Regions from separate parts of the Muntiacus reevesi genome. Here region 1 is linked to region 2. A link is a contact called in public Hi-C data. All regions are on one chromosome and are shown on one strand. Each heading gives the region's core, a stretch centred on a gene start, on an enhancer-like site or on the middle of the called end of the contact. The rest is flanking DNA. Distances are from core to core; before and after follow the strand shown. Region 1 holds the start of NAA50 (N-alpha-acetyltransferase 50, NatE catalytic subunit). Region 2 holds the start of SPICE1 (spindle and centriole associated protein 1).

The links. Hi-C and Micro-C count contacts between places; a contact is called where the count stands out from the background.
Region 1: a contact with region 2 is called in a Hi-C map of muscle, with 5 times the contacts expected there. The contact joins the promoter of NAA50 here to the promoter of SPICE1 in region 2. A contact is called at or near these places in 2 of 3 Hi-C or Micro-C datasets (blood and muscle).

Annotation. Positions count from the first base shown.
Region 1 is chr8:37,485,391-37,490,738 of mMunRee1.1, reverse strand. It overlaps NAA50 (N-alpha-acetyltransferase 50, NatE catalytic subunit), which reads left to right and starts at 2,720. Exons shown (of 5, transcript XM_065943402.1): 1 at 2,720-3,036. The coding sequence starts at 3,029. ATP6V1A (ATPase H+ transporting V1 subunit A) reads right to left here and starts at 2,018. Exons shown (of 15, transcript XM_065943396.1): 1 at 1,874-2,018.
Region 2 is chr8:37,263,728-37,268,523 of mMunRee1.1, reverse strand. SPICE1 (spindle and centriole associated protein 1) reads left to right here and starts at 1,408. Exons shown (of 18, transcript XM_065943656.1): 1 at 1,408-1,515.

The DNA of each region.
Region 1 (5,348 bases), core at 1,471-3,970, 220 kb before region 2:
TAATTCAGTCACCAATTCCTGCTGCCAATCTTCCAGATTTCATTAGTGGTCTAAATGATTGCTTTAATAAGATTCCTAAAATCAGGGGAATTGTGAAGTAAAAGTGCAAACTCATTCAATCTCTTTCACATTGACATTTTCTCTTCTAGTACTCAATCCCTTTTAGCCTGTTTTCTCTATCCCATTTTTGGACTTAAAGAATCCTTATTATTTGGTGAATTCATCTTATTTGGTGAAATGCCACCTGGGCAATGAAGAAACACTGCTTATGTTTTTCTGCCCTCTAGAGATCAGGGAATCTCACTCTGGAGCAAATTATAGATAAAACTATATATCAGTAGCAGACATACTGAAACATAAACATCTCAACAGAAAAGATATATACCAATAAAGATATATGCACAAAACAGTAAAACTGTAAAGCATAATAGTAGTCTTCATTACTTAGAGAAAGCAAGAAAGATATTTCGGATTATCTTATCTAGTAATGAGCATCAATAGGCGAGTTTCTCTATTTTTGAACTTGGCTTTAAGGTTTAACTGAGAAAATGATTTTTCAGATTAAGAAAAAGTGTAATTTAAATTTTAAAAATCAAATTTGCAATTTCTGCAAGTCCTTTCAATTTAAAAGCAGGAAGACACTTTCTGAATTTGTAGTGTAAACAAGAGTTTAACCCCAAACAGAAAAACATGCTTCCATAAAGCACACTGTTTGGGGTCAAAACATTGGTTACGTTACTACATTGGTTACTACATGAAATGGGAGTACACTGGGTTGGGCAAAACCCTAAACAATCATTTCTGCATTTTCAGAAAATACTATTCATCAAAATCTGAAGAGGTCACCTGGAGTTTTACAAACAGGGAAAGGAACGATACAAATGCTATTTAATATTAATTTAGCATTAGTTAAGGAATTGATTGGGAGTAGAGATTAAGCAGGATTTTAGGGAGAAAAGGCAAAAGGATGTCAAAGGCAAAAAATATTTAGACTTAACCTCCTTACCTTTAAGTTTACGGTCAAACACACTGGTTTATTATCTTTCAATTTGTTTCTGTAGAATTACTCCCTTTCAGGGAAGTCAGTTCTGCATAAGCTAGCCTGGGTCTCCTGTAGATCATGACATCGCAACACCATCTTTCAACGCCTCCTCATTCAATCTAGACTGTCGCAGTAACAACACTGCCTGTTTTTGAAGCTAGTACAGCTTTACTCTTTCAAGTATCCTCTCCGTTTCTACACCATAAAATTGGAGAAGAGAAAGGTAAAAAGCCACCTTTTACCCTTCCAGACCCATTCAAAAGTTGTGAATATCTTTCGCAGGGATGTCAGATAAAAACTCAGAATTACTGAAAATGCACACTAGGAAGCAGTGTGCAGTGACTCTGCAGTGAGAGAGTGTCTGCATCGCGACATTCTCTCCTAAGCCTGTCTCACAGGAGACGCCTCTGCCTCCGGGGTTTTTCCCATCTCCCGGTTCCCGAGTCGGGAGCTTAAGAGGAAGACCTTACAAGGCCTCTGCCAAAGAACAGGCTTTGGGGATTGAGACCTGGAGACTATCGCAGACCCCAACTAATGCCTGAATCAACCCCACTACCCGAAGCCCCAAAGACTCGAATGGGGAACCATAATGGCCGCACTCACCCCTAGCCCCAAGAAAGGTGAACATCTCAACCCCTAAGTTGTAGGGGCGACCATGGTGGCGGGAGGGGGGCGGGGGTCAAGATAAATGGAGAAACGAGATCCTCGCCGGGGCAGAATGACAGCAGGAGAAAGCCTGGGACAGCAAAGGCCACTATTCACATTCTCTCATCTCCTCCTCCTCCCACCCCTTCTATCCCCACCAGCCGCCGGTTACCGGTCGCCGCTCACCTGCCGGGGCGCGAGGTGCAGAAACTGTACCGATCACCGACCCAGAGGCTCTGTCACTGCGGGAGGGGAAGTCTTCAGCTGCAGACGGGGGCGGGCGTAGGTCGTCACGTGATCCCGAGCTCCGCCCTGTCAACCCCAGCCGGGCTGGCTGCATCTCCGGGGCTTGTATTTTAGCGGATCGTTTGAACATTAATTTCCTTGCGATTAGATTTTAGAAAGGAAAAAAAATGTCCACAAAGATCAGGTTGTAAAGTGCAACGCAAATCGCGTGGGTGGAAGGGGTTAAAGTGCATTGCTAAGGAAGTGACCTTTACGCCGTGGTCTAGGGACCGGAAATGGCAATGGAGTTCCGTCCCCGTGGGGCCTGCCGGTAAAATCCCCAGGCTTAGAGGTTTGGTCAATCACGTGATATCGAAACTGAAAAGTGTTGGACGTAAGCCAAGTTACCTAGCCAATTGTTGACTACGTTTATTTGTCTTAAAAGCACCTCATTACTTTCCACAGGCTTCTTTACATTTAGAGGAACAAGATTTATGAAATCTTTTTAGGAGACAGGTGCATTTGAAGGTCATACTGGAGACTATCAGCTGGGAAGACCAGAGTCAGGGAAGACTGAGCTTGTTGAAGTGCGAGAGGGGAGAGGGAGGGGTGGAAAAATCCGGATTTTACCGCCAGGGCCTACCAAGCAAGCCTCACAAGTTGTGTCGTAAAGAATGGGAGGAGGAAGATGACGCCAGACGGCACAGCCCAGTAGAAAGATGGAGGTCTTAAAGTGGAGGGGGAAGGGTACGGGGAGGCCTGGAGTGCGGCTGCGCGAGGGGCGGCCGACGCGCCGGCGCGCAGAGGGGGCGGGGTGAAAGGTCAAGGCGCGGCGGCGGGTCTGGCTGGTGGCGGCGGGCGGGAGGCTAGTTCCCCGTGTGCACGTGTGGAGAAGCTGCTGCACTAGCGCGGCGGCGGGAGGCACCTCCGCCCCCTCCGAAGACGCAGGGCCGCGCTAAACTCTCGCGGCCTCCGTCACCCGCTCAGCTCCTTGCCTTAGGCGAGGAGGCCGGCTTGTGGGGTTGAGTGGCCCGAGCTGAGGGCGCGGAGAGCTCAGGGCGGCGACGACAACGGCGTTGATATCGGCGGTAACAACGGCCTCAGCAGGCGGGGAAGATGAAAGGGTGAGGAAGGGCAGCGGGGCAGGGCCCGACCGGCGCGGGAGAGAGGCTGTGAAGGAGGGATGAGACTCTGGATGAAGACCCGGCGGTGGGAGGTTTCTGGGCTTCTCTGCACACGGAGGGGGCGGAGGCTCGGCTCGGGCTGTTGGCGGGCTGAAGGGCCAGCGGAGGTAGGACTCGGGGAACCCAGGATTGGGGCCCGGAGGACGAGTGCGGGTTGCTTGGAGAAGAGCTGCTGAGCGGGGCGGCGGGGAAAAGCTGTTGTGAGGCTCCTGAGGCCTCCTGCTCCCCGGGAGCGAACGGCAGAGCCACCCGCGGCCCGGCACTCCGAGGGAGCGGTCCGGTTGTCCTCTTCAGATCCAGGCTCGACACTGAGAACTGTGGTCTTTGACACCTTTCGGGGTTATCCACACTTGGAAGCGGCGCAGAACCTTCTGGAGAGAGCAGGAATTGGAATAAAGAGCACGGATAGTAGTATTCAGAGCTAGTGACTCAACTGGATTTGGGTTGGGTCAGAGCGAGTGGAGGAGGGGGAGAGAGCGTGAGCATTGGAGACTTGGGGTGCCAAAATGTTGAAGGAAGTGTTACTCATCAATAGGTGGAGCTATTGCTCCAGCACTTTCCTATTGCTCCTGGGCCGAGAGGGAGTCCTGGGTTCCTAGCAAGCTTTCTTACGGTGTTTGGCAAAGTTAATATTCTTTCACAGGTTACCTCTTGGACAAAATTAGGGATTATTTTGGTTCGACTATTTCCGTTTCGATAAGATGTCAACTTACTACTCAGTTACACACTGTTAAAGTATTAATTACATAAAACGGTGTTTTAAAATATTGACGGAGTTAGCCCTTGCTTGCTTTTACCCTCCTTAGAGAAAGAAATGGAATCTTATAAGTCAGTGTTAAAAGCTTTCTGAGGTGGCTGAGTTTTTTCTGTTGTAGCAAGTCAGTTAAAGAATTGTAACTATGTTTTGAGTTAGGGAAGGCTTTCAAACTGTTCCACAACCCTTTTGAAGAAAGAGTAAAAGTCCGTGTTGTAAGTAATCTCATACTGCCTAAAACAAGGATTTAAATACTACTTTAGTGTGTGTATGGGGCTTCCCAGCTGTTAAAGAATCCACCTGCAATACAGGAGACAAAAGAAACGCTGGTTCGATCCCTGGTTGGGGAAGGTCCCCTGGAGGAGGAAATGACAACCCACTCCAGTATCCTTGTCTGGAAAATTCCATGGACAGAGGAGCCTTGCGGATTGCAGTCTGTAGGGTCGTAAAGAGTCCCGCGCGACTGAGCGCACACGCCACTTTTCGTGGTGTGTGTATGTGTTTGAGGCCGCAGAAGAGGTCCAAGAAAATTTAATTTGATCTTTGTTGTTAAGTTGTTTAGTATTAACGTTTAGAAAAAAAATGAAGAAATTTTCGCAGTTCGTGCGTTATTTCACATCAAGTTCTAAAGAGTTCCAATCAGGATACTAATCGGGGGTATGGGAAGTATGTGCTGCACTTGAATCATAATCTAGAATGTTGGCTATTTTATATGTGATCCAGTATAACTTGGCAAGTTTTATCTCTTTCTTTCCTTGAGTATGAGTGCTTTCTCTTACTTGTTTTTGTGTTCTCATTGGCACTCAATACTTACTTGCTTTTGTTTAAGTAATAAAAACGAGGCTGAAGAGTTGTTGGTGTTGAGGTTGTCCGCGAATTTATAAAGAAGGGTCTCCAAGGAATTATTCTGGATGTTTATATCCAAATTCTTTTGGTCTAGCTCAGTCTGCCTAGGATGTAATGCCCTTCTTGTTACTAACTTGGCAGTAGAAATGGGGTCAAACAGCAGTTAATATTCATATCTACCATCAGTTAATATACTCATGAGGCAGTTAAGAGTCCTTAAGTCGAGTTCCTGTCACCTCTCACGATTGGGAGCTTAAGATCCTGTTCCTAATGGTAAACTTTTAACGTGATTTCAGAGGAATAGACCTTTTACTTCTCATATGAACTAACTCCTATTTAAGATGGAACTTTAAAGTTTTTTTCACTTGTTAGTCTTATTCTTAAGACTGAACAAATGAAGACTAGATGTTATTTAAAAGATTTTTAAGGTCCTTGAGTTCAAAGATGTGTATTGCTGTGTGCAATGTAGTCAGTGTTAATAGTCCTGCCTCTTGGTTTATATAGGCCTATGAAAATGAAACAATGGGTCTGATTATGTGGTTTTTGTAGGAAATTTTATTTGCTAAGTGTTTTTTTTTTGTTTTTTTGTTTTTTTTTTTTGATACTGAGCTGATTGAACTGTAAGTTGGATAGAAATACCTAAAACTGAAAA
Region 2 (4,796 bases), core at 159-2,658:
GCTTCATTATAATATAATATGATCTTCAGTCATCTTTAAAGGGTCACTTAAAATTTGTGATCATGAATTTAAAGTCAGTATGGCTGAGTGTTTTTCGTCTTCCAGTTTCACCTGCAAGGATATAGGCACTTAGTAAATCCACTGTTGAGTTATCCAGGACTGTGGTTTTGCCAAGTTTACAGGAACTCAGAGAAGGGCAGAGAGTTGAAGATGTATGCAGGGGGATGATTATATTAATTGACCATTGAATAGAACTATATCAAACTTTCTCAACCAGAGCAGAAACTATTAGAAGGCAGTTCTCTGCATCTAGAAGATACTGAACATGTACTTGGTGACCCATGTACAGGTGTGTCCTTTCAGTTGAAAACCAAGAGCTAAAGGAGGTTGCATTATTGGAGCAAATTTACTCTGTTAACCAATGAAATGCTTTGTAAAGATCTTGACATGGGCCAAACAGCTTTTGTTTGTCTTGGCTTCCCCCAATTAGGACAACCTTACTTATATCAAGCTCCCACTGCTCTCTGAACACCAGACATACTGGACTTCTTCCACTCCCTTGCACTTGCCACACACCTTTGCATTTGTGGCTCCCCCTGCAGAAATGCTTTACCCTTCTTTGGTAATTTATTCATCCTTGCTTTTCAGCCCTTCTAGTAATTCAAATAATCCTGTAAATTTAGTATCTAGTTAGTATGCCTAATGTTTAGCACTTGTCACAATTTTAATCTTATCTTTGTATTGTTGATAGTTGTTTCCTATTATACAGTAAGCTTCCTGAGGATAGGGACCCCGTCGTAACCGTCTCTGGCACACTGGTAGGTATTAATAAACATTTTTGAATAAACACAAGTGAAAGCAAGTAAATGTGATATGTGAAGCTTGGGGTGGAGAGCTACATCTTTCTTTTCGAGAATTCACAAGAATCTGACTAATGCTATTACACGCCCATCCTCCAAAGCTTTGCCGGGAACTCTGCTCTGGGCACACCCGGGCAAGGCAGGACACAGAAAATCCTTTTAATCTCCTCAGTTAAATTCAGTTGCTCAGTCGTGTCGGACTCTTCGAGATCTCCTAGTAATCCCCTGGGCTTCCCTTATAGCTCAGTCGGTAAAGAATCTGCCCGCAGTGCAGGAGACCCGGGTTCGATTCCAAGATCGGGAAGATTCCCCCCCCCCCCCCCCAACGCCCCAGAGAAGAAAACGGCAATCCACTCCAGTATTCTGGCCCGGAGAATCCCATAGACAGAGGAGTCTGGCAGGCTACAGTCCATGCGGTCGCAAGAGTCCGACACGACTTAACGACTTTACTACTACTAGTAATCCCCTACTACAAGCCAAACTGAGAGGCGTCTGCGCACTGGTCTTGCCGGATATACGCAAGAGAATGGGGTGGGGCTCCGGTAACCTAGGCGACATCCCGGAAGTGGCGAGCTGAGTTAACTTGTGGCGGGGCGGACGGTTCTGGAGCTTGAGGTTTTAGTCGTGGTGGAGGCAGCTGTCGGGGAACGACAAGGCAGGTTGCAATGATGGGGCGGAGGCGTGCAGCCCCACGGAGTCTTAGGAACCCGGGCTACAGGGCGGGGCGTGTGGTGGTGGCGTCTTCCTCTCTGTTTCCTGGGGTTTCAGGCGTCTGGGTTGAGGATCCTTATTACAAAATGCACCTGCGACTCCATGTGTTTTGCGAGTGCATGTGCCTGTTAGGATGCGTGTCTGGATGTGTTTGTGTCTAGCGCACTACGTGTGAGAGCATCCTGAGAGTGCGCCTGCGCTTTGCTTTCGGTCACTTCCGCATAGAGCTAGAGATTGATGTGCCGTAATGTATTTTTCAAGGAATTTCCGATCACGCAGGAGAAAGATCAACTCCCCAGAGTACTTGGGGACACGGCGGATCGTTTAAGTCGAAAGGGTTTGTCAGGAGGGTCCCCCTGAATGAGTTCTGAAGAGTGAGTGAGAGTTAACCCCGTGGAAAGGGAGTGCAAGTGTGACAGGTGTTCAAAGCTGAGCTTGAGAGGCTGGGACTGTATACGAAGACGAAAGCTTTGTTTTAGGATGTGTGGGAGATGTGAGAGGAGAAAAGACTGCACGGAAAAGTCAGCCAGGCCACCCGGAGCGAGGAAAGGGCCTGAGTGCCAAGCTGAGTTGGATTCCTCTTTGCAGGGGAGAGCTGTTAAAATCTTTTGAGGAAGGTAGTGAAGTGTGGAGAGCTAAACTCCATCTGTATATCTGGGTAGGAATGACTGGAGGGACAGTGTTCGAAAAGAAGTCTTGTTTCCCTTTGATCAGTTTTCCACTATCCAGAGTGGGTAGGATAAATCCCATCATAATTACCCCTGCTTAAAACCTTTCAGTGTTTCCTGAATGTCTTTAGGATTGTGTTCCAATTCCTGTGGGGCTCAGGGCCACGTTCTGGCCTCTGCCTTTCTCTTCGTCCTCTTTCTAACCCTCTCAAATATTTGTTAGTCAAATAGAACCACTCAAACCCTTTGTAAATGCACTCCCCCGCCCCCAACCTGTAGCATTCTTTCCCCCACTTCTAACTTCTATTCATAGTTCTGCTCTCAGCTTAAACGTTTTTAGGGGAGTTGGAGGAGGTGGCCTTTTCTCACTAATTACAGTAAGTTAGGTATTTGTTTGGCACTGAATTTCCTTCCAACATTAGCCTTTTATTGCAATTGCTCATTTAATTGTGGTCTGGCACTCTAAGTTCTGTCAGAGTCCACAGTTATTCTGCTTCCTTGCTGTCTCTGTCGCCTGGCTCTTGGCAGGTGCTTTCAAATACTTGTTGGAGTAATAGATGGATGATGAAGTGGGTGACAGAATGTGTGAAAGGAAAATCAATTAGAAATAATGAGAACCTGTAAAATGCATTCATGGTAGAGATGCAGAAGAGGGGACATGAAAGGGATACTGGAGGGAAAGAATGAATAGATTCTGGTATCTAATTAGCTTTGAGACAGGAAGGTGATGCTAAGGTTTTAAACTGGAGCAACTAGAAGGATGGTAATTCTGTAGTTCAGCATTATTCAGCAGTGTTTACTGACCAAGCCAGTTATATATCAAGAACTAGAGATTGGTGGGGAGGTGGCATGAATGCTAAGCTGTATATTGGCCATATTGTATTTGAGATATTTGGGAGATGTGCGCAGAAGCCAGGTTAGAAACAAGCGTTAGGGGTTTGAGGAAAGGTGTGACTCTTTGATTTGAGGCTCATTTTCACAGTGCATTTGTGTACACAGTGCATTGATAGCTTTGCTCAAGGGTGTAGGTGAGATTGCTGAGGGAAGATGGGAACCGCCTTTTGGTGATCTAGAAAGTAAACTCCATGAGAACTGACACCATATTAAACTCATTTATTATTGTGTCTCTAGTGTCCAGCCAGGGCCTGGCATGTGTAGACTCTCAAAAACAATTCTTGGACCTAGAGAGAGGGTGTCTGATGGAAGGAAGAGAAGACTGACATAGAACTGAGTGAAGATCCTTGATTACATAGAATGTGAAGAGGTCCTACAGAGCCTGTGAAGAAAAAGAGAAAAGAATAGGAGAGAAACCAGGAGGAAGTGTGTCATGGAAGCTAAAAGAGGGGCAAGGTTCCAGGAGTGTGCATCTGTAGAGATGGAAAGGGCCAGAGAAATAGGAAACCAATAGGTCAGAGAATAGGGACCAATAATTTTAGCAATTAGGAAGCTATTAGTTTTTAGATTTTCTCCAAAGAAATCCAACCCAGATTTTCTATGCTAATTTTAATTAATTTCTATGCTAATTTTGTTATTTGACTTGTTAGCCCTGTAAACCATTAGCCTATCTCTGTAGTTTCACATTTTCAGCATGTAACATATAGCTCCTTATGATACCTGGTATCTGTAAGTGGCACAGAATCCCTTTCTTAGACCACAAAGTCTGATCCTTGGTCAATTATTGATGATGTTCAGGAGAATACTTTTCAGCACATAAGTAGTTCCTGTGTTGTAAAAGTTTGAAGTGAACTGGGGCTTGGTAAATCCCAGTGCTGAAACAGGCTTCTCCTTCATGAAGTTGGTTGGTGAAGGGAAAGTCAGAGATGGGACAGCAGCTTCGTTATACTGTGGTGAACTTAACCATTCACAGGCTGGATTTTAGAGTTGGCCAGTGCTTTCATTTTCTGTTGTTCATTTTTCAGTCGCTCAGTCATGTCTGATTCTTCATGACCCCAGCATTCTAGGCTTCCCTGTCCTTCACTATCTTCCAGAGTTTGCTCAAACTCATGTCCTTTGAATTGATGATGCCATGCAACCATCTCATCCTCTGTTACCCCCCCTTCTCCTTCTGCCCTCAGTCTTTCCCAGCATCAGGGTCTTTTCCAGTGAGTCGGCTCTTCACATCAGGTGGCTAAAATATTGGAGCTTCAGCATAGTCCTTCCAGTGCATATTCAGTGTTGATTTTCTTTCAGGTTGGTTTGATCTCTTTGCTCAAGAGTCTTTTCCAGCACCACAGTTTGAAAGCATCAGTTCTTCAGTGCTCAGCCTTCTTTATGGTCCAACTCTCATGTCCATATACGATTATGTACATTTTCTATGCTGAATAACATTTTATCACAACCTTAGTGGTTTAAAACAGCACACATTTATTATCTCACAGTATCCATAGCTTAGCTAAATACTGTGATTAAAGTGTTGGAGTCTGCATTCTCATTTGGAGGTTCAACTTGGGAAAAATCTGCTCCAGGCTCAGTTCACTTAGGTTGGCAGATTCATTTCTCTGGGGCTTTGTGAGTTCTCAACTTCTGACCAACTTTCTGCTGGAGGCTGCCCACAGTT